Regions from separate parts of the Gossypium arboreum genome. Here region 1 is linked to region 2. A link is a contact called in public Hi-C data. All regions are on one chromosome and are shown on one strand. Each heading gives the region's core, a stretch centred on a gene start, on an enhancer-like site or on the middle of the called end of the contact. The rest is flanking DNA. Distances are from core to core; before and after follow the strand shown.

Region 1 (3,251 bases), core at 7-2,506, 190 kb before region 2:
ATGACATTGTCAGCCAATTCATCAAAGCTATAGATGTAACCATGCAATCCTTCAGAAAGACCGAATCCTGGATGATCAATAGCATAAACACCATATCCAGATGCTGCAATGAACCTAGCAATGCCTGTAATCCCAAATTCTCCATGAATCAAATAAAGTCCTTGGACATGGTTCAACTACAGAAATAAAGTACAATATGAAACCATGAAACATGGAGCAACTCAAATTACTGTAAGATACGATTAGCTGACCTTCAAAGAAGAAAGTGCAAGTATCACCATATCCATGGGAAAAGCATACGACACCCTTAATTTTAACCCCGGGTTCAGGCATCCATCGTCTAAAGAAAATCTCCAATCCCTTTGAGTTTCTTTCGATCCACTACAAAAACGTCAAAACAATGTTGTTAAGTTCAAATGATTGAAATTTACACTTCTGTTTGGAAAATTTGTGATTAATTTACTCGCTTACCACTCCCTAAACATATATATAATCGGCAAAACAGGTTTTTTTTTTCTAATTTGTCCAGAAGTTAAAGTTTGTAAACTTTATACCTTCGTTTCAGTTACAAAGTAACTTATTCTAGTACGTTGAGCTACTTTTCTTTTCTTCAGTTTCAGAGCAATCAAAAGACAAAAATCAAATAAACGCTTACCTCCTCTGTTCTTACACCAGTAGGAGCCATCTACAAGCAAAATCCCATAATTTTCCGCAAGAAAAAGATAAGAAAACAAACATTAGACAGTATATGAAAAGCTAAAATTAAAATATTTAAAAGATGAAAGTGCTAAATTAGCCGCAATCAGTGGGCAAGTGAAACAAACCTTGAACAATAAATGATCAAGCTGCTGGTGGACAGGGATGAAAGCAGATCGAACTCTTCTACGAGCAGCAGCGTAGTCAAGATTCTGTGAAGCAATGGAGTTCAATTCATCACTGACTCCCTCAATCATCTTCATCTTCCCTGCAGCCGCTGCCACCGTGAGGCGATGAGGCGATGGTTTGAGAGAAATGAGGGGAATGGAGAGGGTTGATGGTTTGGAATTGGGTAGAAGAAAAGGTGATGGAGATCTGAAAGTTAAAGAGAGATCCATGGGTTGTGGCTTCGTGGAACAGGCAACTCTAAATGCCGCCAAATGGTCAACTAGAAACTGGAACTACCCTACTATTATATGGTAGTAATTTGGACGGAAAAGCAGGGCAAAGCCAAGCCAATTGCATGTTACATTTGCTGCCCACTATAAACTATTGCTCGTGGTCCACGTGCTCCATTTCTTTTGTACATATATACTCAAAAGTCCCTTTGAAAAGTACTGATTTAAATCTCACCAAAAGAGTGACTTCAATCCACTGAACCATAGTGGCCGGTACCGCAATGAGTTATACGAATCAATATCAAAACTATACTTTAATTTTTAATTAAGGTATAATTTGATTTGTAAGTTTTTATGTTGTTTAACTATGGAGTTAGATGAAATAGTAACGGTTTTTTTTTATTTTAATCAATGGATGAGGGTTTGATCTTCGTCTTAGATATAGAGTAGCTTTAAAATTTGTGTTGAGCGTCTATCCTCTTGATGGGCCTACTAAACGCGAAGAGTTAGTCATTAGGCTCTCTTAAGTGATGCCTTGGGCAACCAAAAAAATTTATGTTGTGTAGTTATATACATAAAATTTTTATTATAGTTTAAATGTATACATAAAACTTTGATTTTGATCCAATTACTTGCATTTTAAAAATAAACACATTAAAATTATTTTTATTTAATAAGTATACTTATTTGCATGGGCGAAGCTAGAAAATTTTTTGGGTGGCCAAAATTAAATTCTATTTTTTACTATAGTAAAAATACAATTTCATCGTTTTAATAGTCTATATCTTTATAATTTTTAAAAGACTAAATCAAAATTTTATCATTTTTGGAGGGCCTAAATGTAATTTTACAAATACTAATTTAAAATTTTATAAATTATAAAGGGGCCTAAAAGAAAAAAATTTCATTTTAGGGGGGCCGAGGCCCCTGCCAGCTCCCTAGCTTCGCCACCGCCAATTGATGCAGTATGTAAATGTAAAATCATGTTATATCGATAATGATGTTAGTAATTCGTGAAAATTAAATCAAATCAAAATATCATATATAAAATAACATAAAATTAAAGTTCATGTATATCACTATGTTATGGGCCGCAGTTCAAAACCCGTGCCATCACACAATATGCATCCCATGGAGGTCTATTGATTAGATGGGGGATTATTTGACCCAAGAGAGTTGGCCCGATTCAAAAAAACTATTGAAGAAGCCTGTTCATTTAAAGCCTAGGTGGCCCAATGATGCAAATATAGAAAGTTTACCTTGGTAAATAGGGAAACTAATCTTGGAAGATTGAGGGAAATCATATCTGATAACATTTGATTAGATTTGATTATGTAAATCTTGTAAATCCCTTAATTGTAGAGATATGCTTAATCTCGTTCGTCGATATAACTTGATCTAGACCGTCGGTTTTGAGGAGATCAACTATAAATAGAGAGTCTCCCATTCACTTGTAATTCATCCATTTGGATCCATTCATCCATTGTATCTTGAATTCTCAAGAGTAATAGAATTCTTTGGGAGCGTTTACTCAAACACCTCTCGTGCATTATTTTTTATGGATATTCTGTTCATAAGCCTTCTTTTGATTTGTGTTTCTTTAGCTATATAAATTGGTGCTTTGGAAGAATTCTTTGTGAATCCCTAGTTGTTGGGTGATTAGGCTGACTTAGGCATGTTTGAAATGAAAGGATCGCCTAAGGCCATATGGATTGCGAGATTAAAGTTCTATCCCCGTGACAATTGGTATCTAAGCTTGAGTTGTGAAGGCACCGTCGAAATGTCGAAAGAAGTTTTCGATCAAAATGAGTCAAAGGAAACCTATTGGTAGGCTAGAAAACCAATCCTATTGAAGGACAAGTTGTCGACTGTAAAGGAACGAGTAACCAATCTCGAGGAGTTCATGGGGGATGTAAAGGAATCACTTGAGGATTGACGGGAACAATCTAGAGAATTTGTGATAATGTCTCTCAATTCCAATGTGGAAACGGTACAAGAGTTGTTAAAATCCACTAGGAATAAGCTGAGGAAATGAATGATGCTCTTGAGGCCATGGTGATGGCTTTGAAGGAGGAAACAATGGCCACTATGAAGGTTTTGAACACAAGAATAGAGGAGCTCGAAGGAGAGCTTGCCTTGTGTCGAGAAGTCGTGGGA
Region 2 (3,275 bases), core at 213-2,712:
TTGGCTGTGCTGTAATGCTTTTAATATAGGGCATCTTACATATGCCTACCTTTCACTGTTGTGTTTATAAAGTATGCACATGGTGCTTTAATGATTTATTGTCATCAAATTTAGGGCATGGATCATTCTTATCTTTTCGTTGTAAGTACAAATGGGTTCCACTACTAAATTAAGAAAAAGTTGTTTGATTAATGGAAATTCAAGGCAACACAGTTTAAAGCCTTTTGGATCCAAAAAAGGGTCAAAAATAAGGGAAAGCAAATAAAGTGACTGTAAATATCGAAAAAGAATGGCAACTTCAATAGAGCCAAAATCTGGAGCCAATGGTGAATTCTTAAGAATTCATTGCCGGCCTAAATGAATTTTATATTTGTTTTATTAGCCCAAAAGTGTGTTTTTGTACATGTATAATATTAATCGAAGAACAACAAAAAACAGATGCTTCCTAAAAATAGCGTACGCATTGAATTTCCATGTTCACAATAAATACCTTTTTACCATTATCTACAATGTTGTTTAATGGCAGGATTTATTATCAGACGAGAGTGAATATAATATATGCTGACATATATGAAAAAAAAAGGAAATGGAAAATTAAAATCTAACCTTGCTGGGAATTCTTCTGCCATGGAACACTGAGCCTTCAGGCTCTGTTAAGTTGAAAGATGGATCGGAGTGGACATAGATGGAATACAGCCCTGGATGCCCTTTGAAGAATTTCTCCCACAAAGGAGCTAATGGAACAGGCCCTTTTGTCAAGAACAAGAAAGCAACTTTTGGAACTCGATGGAATGGATATTGTGGGATTCGAGGAGCCAAAGAAGCCCTCCATAGTAGCTCTTTATCATCCATGTCATGCATCACATGTGGTGGCTCGAGAAATTCTGTTAATCCAATGCGGTCACCATGAGAGGTTCCAGAAACCGGATTAAATGGTTGGGAGGGCGGCGGCTGAGCCAATGTTGACGCTGATCTTGTACTCAAAGGTAACTGTGTGATATGTAAAGCAAGAGAATAGTTTTTGAGATGAAAACTGAGTATGACTCCAAGAGAGAGGCCGCACCCAAATAGTAAAAAATAAGAGAGGACATTGAAGAAATGCATTTGTGCATTAAAGAGCTTCCAATAAGAGATGGATTGATTGCTGTTTTCACCCTTCATATTTGCCAAAAAGGGAGTTTAGTCCGAGAGTTTTGTATATATATATATATATATATATGGAAACTCAAAACAAAGCCTTGCAGAGAAGAAAAGGGATTTTTCTTTTCTGACAGTTCTTTTCTTTGAGGACAAGAGATGCCAATGCAGATGGACAAAAAGAAAAGAACAAACAAGACACTTGGGAGAAATCTAAATTCCACACAGCAAGCTGGACTTGCAGATTATAACTTTTTAGCTATTAAAGAACTAACCCAATGGAAAGCTTTTGTAATAAAACAGATGATGATCGATAAAACGAAGAAGTGATGAAAATTCTAGAAAGAGAAAGAGGCAAAACGAATGGAGAAACGTGTGAGTCAGCTGAGTGGAATTTATGAATGAATGTATTGTGAGGAGGTGGCTGGCTTTCTAGACCACTGGAAAAAGCGATGGGAAGGTCACATAGAGAATAGAAAGTCAAAACTGCCATTTATTTAATTAATTAGTTAATAAATCCAACTTTAAGGGGGAACCTTTATTTTGGGTTTAAGTTACGTTGATGCTTATTAATAAGGAAATTAGGGAAGAGAGCGTTTTCTACGTGCTACAGAACATGCTGTTTAATGATGCAGAAGCGAGTATTTGAAAAGGCTAAGTGCTTTCAAAAACAAGATACCAAACTCTTCCATGTTTCGCCGCCAATCAATGAATTTTCTCTATTTCCAAATTCCAACCAAGTAAAGTGGTTTGCGTGTTGGACTTTGACCAACCCGATGGCTACATTGTCTTTTGCACCAGGTTTAAAATTTAATACATTATTCACCGGTATCGGTTTTCAATGTAAGATAACATAAATTTGAGTACATTGAAGCGTATTATATTCCTATTGAAAGATTGAGGAGTGACTATTAATAATTCTAAATATCATGTTTAAAAAAGATATGATTATAATCTATAATAAAATTATTAAAAAATTAAATAAGTAATTTAATAGATAAAAATAAAAAATTCATAAAAATTAAAAATATATATTTTAAAATTGATTTAATCGATTTCTAATTATTATTTTTCTTTCAAACTAATAACTGGGAAAAAGTCATGTTTAGGATGTGAGAACTTAGTGGCTGGAAATTCAAGAGTTGGTCTTTACGTATTATCACACAGGTTCTTGGAAGATGCATGGGATGGGGTTTTTGAGGGCTAAGTATTTGTGACAAATCAAACATTCCGATCACTCAATCACGTGGGTGAATGGAGAAGATCATGATGTTAATGTACCCACATAATCAGCGATATTTGGAGCAATTAATTAGTTGTGACAATTGTCATGTTTTAATAACTTTTGCCTAAAGAAAGTGACCTCCCACTCTCATGTAACTTGCAAGGACTCTTCTTCCAACAAAACCCATTTTATTAAGTTATGAAAAATTCAATATTTTTATTTATTTATTTTTAGAAAATAGACGGAAAAGGAAACAAATATAAGAGAAACTGAAAGAAAAAGAAAGAATAATATATAATTAATATGTATGGGTTAAAAAAAGGATGTGATGTGATTAAGATATGAGTTCCATACCAACTAGTGAAAAAATAATGAAAAAAAAGGGATGAAATGTGTTGTATTATTAGCTGTCCACATCAAGGGAAAATACAACTAAAATTAATCATATTCATGCCAAAGAAAAGGAGATATTTAATTAAAATAACTTCTCCAATACACATTCATTACCTTATTAAATTATTAGGTTTAAGTGTAACAAAAAACATTTTATATAACTTTTATATAATCTTGACGTGATGATATAATATTCTCTCAAAAGAAAGTTGAGAAAAATTAAGCATCAACTTGAAAAAAAATTCAATTTTAAAATTAATGTGGATAAAAAAAAGAATAAATTAATAAAAGTTATCAATGTTCTTTTAATATTTTCACGCATGATACTTTTATGTTTATCCTTAAAAGAATTAATGCAATTGTTTATCTTCATTATTGTTCATCTCTTACCGTATGTCTGGTTGGTTGAAAAAGTAAACGATGGGAGGAGGAAGTGAAAAATTGGGAAAAAATTAAATTTTAAGTGTGCTTGGTTAAGAAAAAAAAAATGAAAGACAAGAGAGAGAAATTATTTTTCATA

What was found. A called contact is a pair of places that touch in the nucleus more often than the background predicts.
Region 1: a contact with region 2 is called in a Hi-C map of leaf, with 3 times the contacts expected there. The contact joins the promoter of LOC108474733 here to the promoter of LOC108475692 in region 2. A contact is called at or near these places in 2 of 5 Hi-C or Micro-C datasets (both in leaf).

Annotation. Positions count from the first base shown.
Region 1 is chr3:10,738,221-10,741,471 of ASM2569848v2, reverse strand. LOC108474733 (caffeoylshikimate esterase) reads right to left here and starts at 1,256. Exons shown (of 8, transcript XM_017776743.2): 1 at 825-1,256; 2 at 656-685; 3 at 252-381; 4 at 1-124. The coding sequence starts at 1,094.
Region 2 is chr3:10,547,082-10,550,356 of ASM2569848v2, reverse strand. LOC108475692 (glycosyltransferase BC10-like) reads right to left here and starts at 1,462. Exons shown (of 2, transcript XM_017777677.2): 1 at 607-1,462. The coding sequence starts at 1,161.